2 separate regions of the Ovis aries genome follow, and region 1 is linked to region 2. A link is a contact called in public Hi-C data. All regions are on one chromosome and are shown on one strand. The core of a region is the stretch at or near the end of the contact, and the rest is flanking DNA. Distances in the headings are between cores, read along the strand shown.

Region 1 (7,219 bases), core at 2,196-4,695, 170 kb before region 2:
TATAAAATGCATCCTTCTGTTCTGCAGGGCTATGGTGGAAAGGGGTCTTACCTTGTGACCCCTTGGTATATAGAGTAACTGGGATCTTTTTGGCCATAATCCCTGCTAAGGCTGAGCAAGCTGAATGAGGTTACAAGGGACTGCAATTGGGAAGTATCGTTCCTAGGCGTGGCCCTCTCTTGCTCCTTGACCCAGGGCTTCCTTCCCTGCTTTCTTGGCCAACAGTCAGAGCTGTTATGAGCAGAAAGGGCATTCCAGAAAGATGAAATGAGCACCAGGTTAGTCTTATCAGTCACTAAAATGTTGAAAGCCTTCCATACTGGAAAGAAGCCACTGCCCTGAGCCATACAGGAACCTCCTAACTGTCCTGGCCTGCCCTTGAATGCCTGTACCTCCCAGCACAGCAGGCAGCCTCCAGGCTCCTAGTCGGAGCCATGGGTAACATCTCTTCTGATTCATTGCTGCCTCTCCCTCACCCATATTATGCTTCTCCCTCACATTCCCCCAGGGTTAACCCAGTTTAGAAGGGGCACATGCCTCATGTCCATCCTTGGAGAGCAGTGTCATGATGTGAGGGGTAGGAGGGCAGATGCACAGAAAGATCTGAGGAAATGTAGCTCCTAGTAGTCAGAAGGGCTCAAGGGCCCATCTGCATAGAAGTGGCTGGGGCTGAAGACGTCAGCTTCATCCATGGTGTTCTGGCAAGGCAATAGTGGATCACCGTTTGGCATGATTTCTTCAATCTTCATGCTGTTCCTAAAGACTGGATCATCCAGAGAAAGAAGTCAGGCCCTGATCTCAGAGTAGGAGTTCCCAAACCAGCAGGGAAAGTGAGAGAGGATGGCAGCAGAGGCCTAGATAGGGCCTGAGGGGGGCATTAGGTGGGTTGGGGGAGGCATGTGTATTTCCTAATGAAATGAATTGCAGGGAAATCAGCCTTTCTCCAATGAGGAGCTTAGAACATAGGCTTTTTCTATAGCGAGTGAGGGAGGGGAGTTGGGAAAGGCAATGTGTCCTCTCTTCCCTGGTTGCACATCATCACTTACTTTCCATGTCCTCAGTGTTCAAGTGTCTCAGATCATAGGGCAAATCTGGTTCTGGTATGGCCTGTACATCGAGCTCTGGAATAGGCTCCAGCTGCAGTTGTGGTCCTGGGTGTGGTTCTAGGACTCCCTGTGACACCTCGCCTAGTGTGCGCTCCAGCGTGCGCTCCAGCGTGTGCTCCATGCTCAGATCCAATCCTGCCTCCAGCAGTGGCTCTAAGTCCAGGCCTGGCCCGTGCTCAGGCCCTGATGTGAACCCTAATGACTCCAGCTCTGGCTCCAACTTGAGCTCCGGCAGTTGCTGCAGCTCATCCACCTGTCTGGATACCCAATACAGACAAAAGAGCAGGGCTCAGTTGTTTAGGTGAAGTGGGGAATGGCAGAGAAAGCAGAGGCTATCCTTCTAGTCTAAAAAGGCAACAGAGCAGAGGGCTTAAGACCATAGGCTCTGGAATTAGGCTTACTAGAGTTTAAATCTTATCATTTACTAGTTGGGGGACCTTAGGCAAAATGACCCAACCTCTCTGAGCCTAAACAACCATACTTCAGAATAATTGAGAGGCAGGAGGATGGTTAAAATCAGGGCTCTGGAATTTGAGAGACCTGGATTACTGATTAGCCATGTACCTGAGGCATGACACTTCACCACATTAAACCTCAGGTTCCTCAACTGAAAACAGTAATAACAGTATTTTCTGCCTCACAGGACTGTTATGAAGTCAGTAAATAAGAAAAAGAACACAAAGCTTTTAGCCCAGTGCCTGGCACATAATGAATTTTCATTAACTGTGGCTATTACCATTTCTGGCTTGGCTGGGTTCTCATAAGGATTAAATGGAAAAAAAAAAAAAAACATGTTCTAAAAGAATCTAGTACTATGCTTTGCATTAGTGATGATGATGATTATTGTCAGGGAACCCCCATGGAGACAACCTAGGGATGGCAGCAGGAAAATAGAGGCTAAAAGGGTAGGAGAAAAACCCCCAGAGGGCTGGGGAGCCTGGGTTGGAGGAGAGAAGGCCGAGGAGACCAGAACTGGGCAGGTCTGGGTCACTATATTAGCCAAAAAGGGTTAAGGAAGGTGGGCAAAGAGTTCATATCTCACCTGTTAGAGACAAAAATGAGCTTATGTTTCAGGTATTTCTTCCGCTCCTCAGGATTAACTACGGGGGACAGACACAGGAGGCAGAGGAGGTCAGTGGATTGGACACACTGCCCCAGGGTCCTCTAGTGCAGATGGTCCTACTGACTGACTAGCAGCGTCCCACAGACAAATCCCTTCCCCTCTCGGATGTCGGTTTTCCCATCTTGAAATGGAAGAGCTGCATTTATGGATGCCTGTGGACCCCTGCACTCTACCAGTGAAATGTATCAATGGTTCTCACTTTTCTCCTGGGAGTAGCAACCAAAAGCCTCATCCCGGGGGATTCGCGGGTAGAGGAAGCGCAGTGGGTTCTCGGGTATGTTCTCCTCTGTGAGCATCTGGTACTGGCTGATGATCTTGGTCAGTGGGAGTGACTGCAGCACATCCTTGGTGAAGGGCTGCACAGAGTTGATGAGCACCTCGTCTAGAGAGCAGATGTAGGAACAGGCAGGCTTGAGAGGAGAGGCTGGGCCCGAGGGCTTCCCACCCTGGCTGCCCAACCCCAAATCTGCCAAGGGATTTGGGACAGAGCCAGGGAAGCCAAGGGCAGTAGAGGGGAGGAAAGGAGAGGCTGAGGGAACGGTAGAGCTGCTGACCATCATCTTGGTGTTCCACCCAGGAGCAGGTAATGCCCCCCTCCAACGTTTCACTGAAGCGCAGCAGGAAGGTGCCAGAGACAGTCTTCTTCAGCAGCCGGCGCACCTGGTTCCGGCTCACAAAGCCCATGATACGTCTGCAGCGTAGAGAGCAGCTGTGAGGTCCTGCTGCTTCCTACTCCTCTTGTAGAGGGACAGAGTGCCAGGGCTGGGCCCCAGTTCTGCCAACCTGTTGCAGACTGTTTTGTGTAGGCCAAGTCATTTCATTTGACCAACAGTATCCACCTCCCAGGGCTGGAAGAGGTGTGAAGCTTCAGTGAGATCACACAGATGAAAAGCACCTTGTAAAAGGCAAAGTGCTGCCCAAATGGGCAGGCAGTTGTGGTGGAAAGTGCACAGGGGTGGGGTCAGACAGCCCTGGGTTCAAACCCCGACTGTCCCCCTGGTATAACTCCCTTAATCTCCCTGAGCCCTCACTTCCTCACTTGAGGGTGGCAATACCCACCACGCAGCAGGGCTGAAATTACATGAGAGAATTCATCAAGAGCACCCAGGAGGCTCTGGAACACAGTGGATGCCTGACAGATGCAGGCTAGGAGATTGCCACTGCCGTCGGGAGTGGGTGTGACCCCACAGCGAGTTTTGTACTCTCCCTCTATCTGCCACACGAGGGCGCACAGAGTCCACTCTCAAGCCCAGAAAAGCAGCTGGGCCTGAGGGAGTGGAAAGAGGGAGACTGACCAAGGCCTTACCCATCCTTCCAGAGATCCCTCAGGTGGTCATGTATCAGGTCCAGAATCTTGTCGAGCCATGTCCAAAACGGTAGCTTGCCAGGGGGACTCTCTCGCTGAAGGAGGAATGGCAAGGCAGAAAGAGGTGCAGAGCTGCCCCGAGAGTGGAGAGCGGGGGGTGGGGGAAGGGCTAGTAACTGGACGGGCCCAGGGGCCAGCTGCAAGGGATGTAGGGAATTACCTTAATGAAGTCAACCCAGGACAACCCTTCAGTCTTGGAGTTCTGCCCTGTGGGAGGACAGTTCAAGATGACGGAAGGAGGCAAGGCCAAAGGTCCTGGGACAGAAAGGACGGAGGGCTGGGGCAGATAGAGGCTAGGGAAAGGCTGACAGAAAAGAAGTATTGGTACCAAACAGCTTGTCCCTCAGCATGCCTAGCTGGTCTGAGTCGAGGCCTCGATTAACATAGGAGGAGAATTGCCAGCTGAGAGCAGGGCCCAGCAAGTTCCATGGGGCCTTCGGGGGGTTGGAGAAGAACTGCTGATCCTGCAGAGGTGGGAGGGGACAGGGTGGCTCAGAGCAGTGCCCTCACACCAAGCTCCACGCCCCTCCCCGCCTCCCTTCAACTGTGGGCCCCACCTCCTACCTGGGGGTTTGAGCTGAGCAGATTGAACCAGAGAACAGAGGCCCAGGCAATTGAGAGTTGGTTCATGTTAGAAATAATCACCACAGGGAGGGTGTCCGTCTGAGGAGGAGACAGAAATCACCAGCGAGGGATGTGAGGTTTCCAACTGCAGATGTTTGGTAAGGGCCTGATCCCAGCCTACCCTGAATGGTTTCTGCTTAACCCCTCCTTATGTCTCCCCACAAATGCACTTCATTTTCACTCACTGTCAGCTCCTGCTTCAGACCCTGGAAGGTGTATTTGACTGTGAAGCTAATGATGTGCAATTCCTCTGTAACGGACAGCAGCCCCTGGGACAACAGAAGACTCAGTGATCAGAGTGCCCTCTGGCAAGTTCCTCCTGCCCCCTAACCCTCTGTCCAGGCCTCACCTTACTGTTGCCTTTTCCTGAACCCCCTGAACGCTGCTCCACCAGAGTCTGTGAATGGAAGGGAGGGAGAAAGAATGCCAGAGAAGAGACCGCAGGGACCCTGGAACCCCAGCTTTGCCCTCAGGACTTCCCAGGGCCTGGGAACTTCCCCCAGTCTGTTCCATTGCACTACAAGCTTAAAACAGCATCCCTCTGGGACTTCCCTGATGGTACAGTGGTTGAAAATCCGCCTTCCAATCGACATGGGTTTGATACTTGGTCTGGGAACTAAGATCCCACATGCTACAGGGCAACTAAGCCCACGTACCACAACTAGAGATCCTGCAGCCACAGCAAAGATGCCGTGTACCGCAACTGAGATCCAGTCCAGCCAAATAAACAAAAATAAATACTAAAAAAAAAGCATTCCTTCTTAACCACCTTACCAGGTAGCCGAAGTCCCAAATTAAGCCCTGAGTCTGGCCTTTCTCGGGGGTCAAAGTTTTCTGGTTTGAGGTCAAAATGTTGAACTTCCGGAAGCTGTTCCGAGGAAAAAGAAGATATATGGAGGTCAGTAGCAGAGTCCGGTAGGAAAACAACAAAAGTTCCACTTCATTAAGACCTCCCCTCTCCTTTCTCTGTCTGTGCACCACACAAATCACCCTCCTCCTTGTCTGTGTCCCCATCAGGGCTGTCACACGTGACTGTGTAGCTCATGCAGTGCACACAGTCGGCAGCATCCTTGTTAGGTAGGTACCTACCCTTGTGACTTGGGAGACTTCCTAAAAAGAAAAAAAAATCATTAGGAAGCAAAATAATGTGGAAGTAAGGGATTTAGTCTTTGGGGTCAGACAGACCTAAGTTCAAATAGCTCACCAGTTATATGGCTTGCACTAGAGACATAAATTCTCTGAAGTTATTTCTTCATTTGAATAGTGCATTGATAATATCTAACTCCTGGGGCTCCTGTGACAATTTTAAATTGGGTACTTGACAAGCTACACGTCACATAGTAAGGACTCAAAAGGGATGAACTATTTCTATGAGGTAGTAATGGAAGGGGAAAGAACACAGCCCTAGGGCCTGGTTGTGACCGGTAGCTATCTCCTCCACTCCATCATCCCATGTCCTGGGCGCCTCTTGGTCCCACCCTTCACCTGCCCCAACTTACCTGTCAACGGAGACTTCCGCAGTCAGTGATTCACTGCCTTCTTGGAGTCTCACTAGCAGCCTGGAGGAGAGGGAGGTAGATGGGGGAAAGTGGTCAACCTCAATCTCCTGGATAGAACAGATGTTTAAAAAAGATAAGGGAAGAGATGAGAAGAGGTAAGTGGACCAAGGGGAAATGAGAGAAGAAACAGCTCAAAGTGAGAAGATCTGAAAAGCCAAAGAGCACACAGTGTCAGGGCTGGAAAAAGGAAGCAGGAATGAGCTCTGAGACGCCAACCTTGTTCGGACGGTGAACTTGCTCCCTGTCTTGAGGATGAGGGGTCGATGAAGAGTTTGGGGCATGCAGGGCTGACTTTCTACTACAAAGGCTCTGGAGAGATGTGGAGAGAATATATAGAGGTCAGTATCTGTAAGAATGGCTCCCTTGGTCCTTTCCCTCTGGCCTCCCTGAGGGGTCCTTTCTTGGCCTCCAGACCTGTGAAGCAGGCGCTGCAGCAGCTCTGTGACCTGCGCCTCCCGCAGGTCCACCCCTTCGTTCAGAGGGTCCCCCTGATAGGAGACCATGTGACTCAACTCCTTCAGCTCCTTCAGCAGCTGCCGCAGGTGAAACAACAGCTTCGCTCCATCTGTGAACCTGGGTAATGACATAATCCAAGGAAGAAAGAATCATGAGTTTCCTGGAACCCCCAAACAGGCTCCAAAAGCTCCCCTTTAACTATGTGGAAAGTCATAAACTGATTGGGACAAAAAAAGAATCCAGGAAGTGTATGAAAGATTATTCAACACTGTTCATAATGCAAGGAATGAAAATGAAAACCACTTTCACATATAAAAGCAGTAATTCATTAACATAATAAAGCTAACATATGATGCTTGATCTCTACTTTTTTTTAAAGTGTTTTACACATCTTCATGCATTTAATTCTTAAAACAACCCTATGAGGTAGGTCCTATTTTATCCCTATTTTATGGAGGATAAAGCTGAGGCACAGAAAGAGTAAAGCGACTTGCTCAAGGTCATAAAACTAGTAAAGAATGAAGTTGTATGTGGTCCCAGGCAGTCTGGGTGGACAATCCATGCTTTTAACTTCTATATTTTACTGTTTTTATGATAAGAAATAATAACAATAGACAATGTGGTAACAGGAAAACAATCATCCACTATATAAAAGCAAACAGACTGGGATAGCAGTTTGGAACTATTTTTTAAAAAGCCTCAAAAATGTACATATGCTTTACAGTATTCCATTTCTAAGATACACCCTAAGGAAATTATCAAACAAACGGACAGACAGATGGTCATAGTTCATGGCTTTGTTATCTGTAATAGAAGAATTAGAAACAATTGGTACTGGGTATATATGTGGTGGAAATTTAGTCTCTAAGTCATGTTCAACTCTTTGAGATCCCAAGGTATAAATTATGTTATAGTTACATCATGGAATACTATGCAACCATTAAAAATAATGATAAAATAGGTGGAAATTTTTAACATGGAAAAT
Region 2 (7,144 bases), core at 927-3,426:
CACCTCAATGTATACAGCAAGGGCTGCCCTTGAAAGGTTCAGGCCATGTGCGCACACACACATTGAGAGGGATCGAGGCGGCAGCTGTTCTCTGTGTTTGTGTGTGCTATGCAGGGGGTGGGAAAGGACAAAGTTCTTTCTAACTGTCCAGAGCATTTGGGCCCCTTTCCCAGGGAACCATGATGTCAAAAATAATTTTCCTTGTGGAAGGACAGCAGGGAGCTAGGAGAGAAAAGAGCAATAAATCCCATCTCAGTATTCCCAAGGTCAGGAGCCCTTCACAACAAGGCTCTGTTTTGCTCTTCAACCCTGCCTCCTTCTGCAAGACCTGGCTACACACCTGGAGACAGATCAGAGGAAGCCTTTGCCCATCGTCCAGGAAGGTCGGTCCTGCACCTTCTCTTCCCAGTCACTCCCTTCTACACTGAAAGGAGAGTGCTGCTCCCCTTCACTTCCAGGTCAGGTGTCTGTCTCTGAGACAGACAGAAAGCCCAGTGATGGAGAATGGGGAAACAGGTGTTCAGTAGGCTGGCTGTAGGGAGGGGAAGGAGAAGCTCCAGGACGGGAAGAGGCTGTGATGTCAGTTGTACACAGAGCTTGGGCCCAGCTCGCCCTTCCCTTTACCCATCCCAGAGTTGAGAGCCCTGCTGCTCCCCACCCCGAGTCCTCTTGTGCATCCTGAGGGTGAGGAAGTAGAGGCAGCAGACAGCAGGTAGGGGATAATAGGTAAGATGGAAAATACAAAAGACGAAATTGCCACAGTTTTCTCACGGGTACTTCCAACCTCAGGAAGGGTTTATCTGATGTAAAACAGCCCCAGTAACCTTCTGGGAGGGTTTGCCTGGGCAGGTAGTGCTTGTTTCTGAGTCTCTAGTCCTTAGTCAGAAAAGTACACCATAGGTCTCTTCAGGAGCTTTGAAGAAGAGTCTAGTTCAGTTAATTAATAAGTAGTTTGGAGGAAACTTGCTAGGAGGTTTAGTGAAAGGAGGGCCTTTCATGTGCAGAAGCTGTTGACATTAATGCTGCCCCTTCTCTGCCTCTCAGAATTCTTGGTTCTACTTTCTCTGTATTTAAATGGCTCTTATTTTGCATTGTTTTGTTCTAAAATTATGAAGTTACCTTTAGTCCGTTTTCCTCATGTGAATCTGCTTAATGGATCTTATTAGTGAATGTTTCTGGTTTGGGCAGGTTTGGGCATGGGAAGTGAGGGAGTGAGAGCCTGAAGTTATTTTTGTAGTGGTTAATGGCATCGTGGAATTTTGTTTGGACCCTTTTGGGTTATACTCATGATACTTTCCCCCTAATTGTTAGTTCTTTTCTGACAGTTCATAACATGGGTGAGTGGAAAAAGGAGAGAAGGAATGAGGGCCAGTTTTTCTCTCTCAAAACGGCCCCCTGGTGGCAGTGGTGCTGCTGAGGGATTGTAGGGGGCGTCTGCAGGCTCATAGCCTTGGGCTGGGCTCTTTGAACTATGCTAGTGTTTTCTTTTTCTTTTTTTTTTTGAACTATGCCAGTGTTTTCTGCATCCTGTCTTCATGGAGTCCAGGTCACACTCTACCTGTACTTCACATCTCACCCTTGATCATTACAGTGCTCGTACCATTCTTAAAATATTTTACTACTTCGTATTTTTTTCTTTTCAGTCAGATAGAACATACTAGAATCACTTTCTCAGATGATGTAATCCTTTATTAGGCTTAGTGCCTGCCTATCCCACCTCATGCCGATATTAGTACTGCTCTTGTCTCACTCTGGATACTCAGACCCAAGGCTTTTTGGAGGAGGGTGTGGGTTGAGGTTACGGAAGATGTAGAAATGACGGTGGGGAGAGATGTTATTTTTAGAGTATTTTTAACCAAAGGATTGGAAGAGCTGTTCAGGACTAGGAAGCCTCGTGGCTCTGAACAGTGAATAAATACCCCTTGTCAGGAATAGATGGGGTAGTAGGGGGACATTACCTGCACTGAGTGTGAGGACTAGACTTTGTTGCTTTACTGACCCTCCCTGGATCAGGCCACCTCAGCCCCGTTCCATTCTTCTTTTCCTGACTTACTGATCAGTGAGCTCATTTAGCTCCTTGGTGCTTGCATTGCTTATCCCCTGCTGCTTCAGTGTATGCCGTTTGGGGCGCCTACTTGTGGGTTGTTCTTTTGCTCCACAAAGGTGCGCGGTGAGAGGGCTTGCTGGAATGGATTGTAAACATCTAAAAAAAAATTTCTTTCGTGCACTTGCCCCCCCTTCTGGGAGAGCAGCAGCATTGCACTTATTATTATTAGCAGGTTACCTCGAACTTCTTGGCCTAGGGCAGTAAACGTGGGTCAGAGATCAGGTCTAAACTTGTCCCCAGGCTCTGATAGACCAACTTCAAAGAGGGTGGTATGACAGCCAGTCTGTAAGGGCTAGGTCTAACCTTGTGCCTTGCCACATTAACCCCTGCCTGACTCCCTCCTAAACCAACTATGCCATTTCTGTGCTACCTGCTTTTAACTCCTTCCAGGCATTAGCAGATCTCGCCTTCACTCAGCTTTTACCCTTTCCTTTTGTAGGAGGGTCTTCCTTCAACAGCTGAGCCAGGCCTGTGAGCTCTATCGCCCTTCTCCTCTTTGCTGAATTCTGCGGCACCTCCCTAGAGGTGCTCCCCACGAGACTAGTAATAAGAGAGGTAGGTGCCCTCTCACCCCAGTTACCACTGCTGCTTCTCCTTGGCCTGTCCACTTCCATTTCAAACGAACCTCTGTTCTCCCGGGTATGGCCCACAACTTCCTTGTCCTTGTTACAGATCTACCTCACAGTTCCACAATTCAACACGGGCACAAGCACCTGGTTTACACGTGTTTCCTTCCTTTACTGTCCTTCCCTTCCCGAGGTTTAGGAAACTGGGGGCTAGAAAGGGCTCACGATCAAATGTAAGAATTCGTTATTTCTATTTCTGGAATGTCTTTGAGATTTTTACCTCATTTATCACCCTAGAATAACGTGAACTCTTCGGTTAGATATTGCTGTGGTAGGCCAAATGATGACTGCTTAGGATATTAAGTAATGCTTGGGAGCCACCCCCAGGAACACCAGCATTGGAGCAGAGCTTATAACTTGATTAAGTTTGCCAGTGGCTGCCACTAGCTGAGAAGCTAAGCATGTACCAAAGCGGCCATCTGAGGTTTTTATAGGGCTGAAAACAGATATTCCTTCTCCTCCTATTCCAGTTAGAGGGTCACCAAAACAAAACTTCCAGCCTTCAGTGTGATAAGCTTTCCCAGCTTGTAAAAAGTTCTCACAACATGTACTGGTGTCTGCATCCCCCAACACATACAGGGGTGGCGAGTGCACCCCTGCATGCACTTAACCACCTTGGACAGGAAATAAGTTTAATTATCCTCAAAACACATTTTGTAGTTTTTCTTTATCCAGAGGTTTCTAATTTTACACTCTTGTCATGTTTGTGCCAGTGCTACCCATTCTAATTTTTCTGACCTTTGGTATTCTCATGTTTCTTCCCTATAATTTGGTAGAATTTCTCTTATTTCAACTTGTGAAATAAAACACAAACGTCTACCTCGTGGTGTCTTATCCATGGGTGGGAAGCTGGGGAAGGTGGTGATGAGCACATACTTTTCCTGCATCAGGAACACAGGTGGCAGCCTTAGAAAGCCAAGGCCATGCCTCACAATGTAGGAACTCGGCACACTTCAATCCTTTGTTACAGCACCTCGGCCAGAAGCACCTGTTCCATTCACAGAAACAGAAATTCTGCCTTGGACGCCTCCTGGAAAAAGAAGGACCAAGCCTGGAGGTTTAGAGAGAACTGTTGACACTTAGGGGCACACTGCTCTCCTGCCTGCTGTCTTCCCCATCAAACCAGTCATATACTCACCCTGACACCACCCAGTTCTCCCCTTTAGGCAATTACAAGAACCTATGTTGAAGGAAGATAAACACACGGAGTCTTTTGAGTCTCTATCAAATGTGGTTTTTATTCAACTGACAAGCACTTTTCTACAGCTGCACTTGTGGAACATCACATGGCAAAAACAGGAGTTTTTTTTATCTCTAGACTTTTTTTTCCTTTTTTTACCTTATTAAAAATGAGATTGGTCCTAAAAATATAGAAAGAAATAAATTTAAATTCACAAAAAACTGTACATTATCAAAAAGTCACTAAAACACCACATTTGGTTATATAAAAAGTCAAGTCCCTTTTGTTGTAAAAGGAACATGGAAATTTGTTGGTGTTGATGGTGTGGTTTCTTCCTGTTACCAGACTGATGGGAGAAGGGAAACAGAGGGGCAGGGGTGGGTTTTATTTACTTTTAAAACTTGCCTTCCCTATCAAATACTCTCGTCAAGAAGAGAAAATCCACCTAGCTCAAGGGGCAGTGAAGATGAGGAAAGAAAAGTGAGAAATGGCCCCTTTGATCATGCCCTGTCCCCACCCCCCTATCAACCCCCACTCCAAACTGAGGCTAGGACTCCACCCCACCTTCAGAGTGCCTGGTCCCTAGGGAAAGAGATGGAGCTGGGAGAGGAACACATAGCAGGAACAATTGAAACTTCACTCCCCCGTCCATCTAACCTCCAACAGTAAAATTAATCTAGAACATTTTATACTGGGGAAAACTGCCGTGGGGAAAAAGAAGAGCCCCCAACTATAACAGTTCCAAATGCTTGACTAACACAAAGTTTGTTACAGAGCAGTTATTTAGATAAAATATAAATATTTATGCATAATATAAAGTCAATTCAAATATTCTTCAATCCACCTCTTATTTAAAAGCAAAAAAAAAAATCTCAAATAAAATTAAAAGTTCTGAGGTTTATCTGACAGAAAAGGCGACTTTAGAAATAGGCTATGGGGGAGTAGGGGCATAAAGAAAGAAAGGGGTTGCCCCAGGACCTACACTGCCCCCACCCCCTTCAGTGGCTATTCAGTGCTGCTAAAAGTACAGGAATGCTCCCCTCACCTGGCACCCCTCTCCCACTAATGGAACATTTCTTGGATGCCTCAGCTCTCTGCTTGGGCCAGCCAGCAGCCACCTCCCCAGTGCAAGTACCCGTAATCTCTGATGGGAGGGGCTCTGCTGAGCAGGAAAGCAGGGGGCCAGGGGCCCATGGCTATAGCTGGGAGTTAGCAGCTTTCCTCTCACATGTTGGGGCTTAACTTGGGCATAGTCACATGTAGGGCAGTGGTGGACCCAGAGCCTCTCCTCCCTACTCACTCGTGCTCTGGGGTCTCTGCTCCTGGGGAAGGGGTCCCAGGATATGAAGTGGATAAGGGAAGGAGAGCACAACTAAACCCACAGAAGCTCATGGGATTAGGGAAAGGTCCAGTTCTACCCCTCTCCCTGCAAAAGCTTAGGACTCAGAGCTACTGAAAGGAGAAGCTGTTCCTGCTAGAAGATTGCACAGTTTGAAGAGGCTGGAACAGAAATGACTGGGAGAGAGGGAAGAGACACAGCTTTGACCCAGAAAAACTGTTCCTGTGGTTTCCCAAAGACAAAGTGATAGTTTAAAACAATGAGAAAGGTGTTTCAATGGTTTGAAACAATGGGAAACAGATACTTGGGGGGAAAACTGAATGGATGCCACCAAAAACAGGGGCACAATCACATCCTCTCTCACTCACTCACACACCCACACACACCTCTCTCTCTCTCAGGCCAGTCGATTGCTACCTGGCCTCCATCTTGGGGTGTGCCCGAACTCAGCAGTAGTTGTCCCTGAGGAGTTCCCAAGAGGGAGGTTTGGGTAAGAGGTGGGGAAGGAGGCTGGAAGGCCCAGGGTCCAGGGTGCCTCCCTGCCCTCTCCCCAGTTTACTGAGTTTCAGAAAAGGCTAGGAACTCAGCATTTGAGGAGTATCCAACATTATAGAGGGGCTAGCTATTGGCAGGAAGATGAGGACAGAGAGAAAGACAGGGACCTCTGAACTTCTTTTTCCTTTGAAGGGAAAAAAGATTTGGGGGAAGAGAAGGGAGGAACCCGTACACATAGTTTTACATTATTGGATGAAGAGACAAATCTGAAGGGGAGAGGGGAGTGAGAGAGAAAGTGAGAAGCAGGGGAGGGACTGAACATGGAAGCAGCATGTTCAGGGCCCGGTGTCCGGCTCGACACACTTGGGAGTTAAGTCCACTTTACTGGCCGTCACTGCGGGTCCACACACAGTACAGAGTGTTTCTCGGTTTCACACATTCACTAGAACTATTGCTATTGTTAAATAGCCCCAGAATGCTGGGGCACGTACAAGGAAGGTGAGGAAGCTGGGAGGAGGAAGTAGGGGCTTCTTTCCTCCTCCTCTTATTTAATTAGGAAATAAAACAGGAAAAATTATTTTTTCTTTTTTGGCTTTCAGTCCAGAAGGACCTCATCTCTGCCCCTCTTATCTGAGGAACAAGAGGAGGAAAGGGAGAAAGGGTGTAAGGATAAGAAGACGTAGGGTGCTGCCAAGGGCAAGGTCAAAAATCAGGGTTCTCCCTCTGACTTGAGTCTGGACCCAGGGCAGCATCAGCAGGTGAGAATGGCAGGGTTTATGTGGAGGCAGGGAGCAATGCCACAAGGTGACTCCCCAGCTCCCACGCCTCACAGATTGGCCTGTTTTCCCTGATAAAACTCCTCCCAGCGGCTCTCAAAGAAGCGGCGCATGATGTGTCCAGCCTTGCCCACTTCAGAATCATCTTCATTGAAAGTCTGGCAATTGTCAAAGACCAGGAGTGCATCAGCCGCAAACTCCTCTGAGCTGGTGTACCTGGGCAGGGGTGGAGACAGAGCTGTCAGCCGGGGTACCAGCATGGCAGTAACAGAAGAGCCAGGAGAGTCAATCATGTCTACTTACCCTCCCCGGAGCAGTCGCTCCCTCATGGTGGAAAAATCCATAGGGTTTTTGATGATCCGCCGGTACCCACTCACCAATCGTGGGTTCACAGGCTCCAGGAAAGGCCAAGCTGCATCATGGGACTCCATCTCCATTAAGATAATCCTATTATGAAACAGACAATGATGATACACTATCAGGAAGCAAACCACGGACCCCTCCTAGCCCTCTACTCTGGAAAACGTAGAGCCGGTTGTCCCCAGAATTCACTCAACTCACTCGCAGAACGTGAGATCACTGTGATGGTTCCGCATGGAGACGCGCCGCCGCTTCGAGGGG

The links. Hi-C and Micro-C count contacts between places; a contact is called where the count stands out from the background.
Region 1: a Hi-C map of hypothalamus shows a contact between it and region 2, with 5 times the contacts expected there. The contact joins two enhancer-like sites. A contact is called at or near these places in 9 of 16 Hi-C or Micro-C datasets (blood, hypothalamus, liver and 4 more).

Annotation. Positions count from the first base shown.
Region 1 is chr3:163,220,722-163,227,940 of ARS-UI_Ramb_v3.0, reverse strand. STAT2 (signal transducer and activator of transcription 2) reads right to left here. Exons shown (of 24, transcript XM_004006580.6): 9 at 6,193-6,351; 10 at 5,995-6,087; 11 at 5,719-5,778; 12 at 5,309-5,329; 13 at 4,994-5,087; 14 at 4,569-4,616; 15 at 4,405-4,488; 16 at 4,160-4,258; 17 at 3,924-4,059; 18 at 3,756-3,802; 19 at 3,536-3,630; 20 at 2,784-2,920; 21 at 2,429-2,611; 22 at 2,149-2,206; 2 more. The coding sequence ends at 621. Among named protein-coding and RNA genes, the nearest start is that of IL23A, 5.6 kb to the left of the region's middle. Within about 2 kb of position 3,445, at least 6 of the 54 cell types and tissues checked have an H3K27ac peak or open chromatin away from gene starts, as enhancers often do. A contact at or near this core is called in hypothalamus, where this site is marked.
Region 2 is chr3:163,049,898-163,057,041 of ARS-UI_Ramb_v3.0, reverse strand. RBMS2 (RNA binding motif single stranded interacting protein 2) reads left to right here. Exons shown (of 15, transcript XM_060412962.1): 15 at 1-3,552. It overlaps BAZ2A (bromodomain adjacent to zinc finger domain 2A), which reads right to left. Exons shown (of 30, transcript XM_060412950.1): 28 at 7,085-7,144; 29 at 6,827-6,970; 30 at 3,952-6,739. The coding sequence ends at 6,574. Among named protein-coding and RNA genes, the nearest start is that of BAZ2A, 35 kb to the right of the region's middle. Within about 2 kb of position 2,176, at least 7 of the 54 cell types and tissues checked have an H3K27ac peak or open chromatin away from gene starts, as enhancers often do. A contact at or near this core is called in hypothalamus, where this site is marked.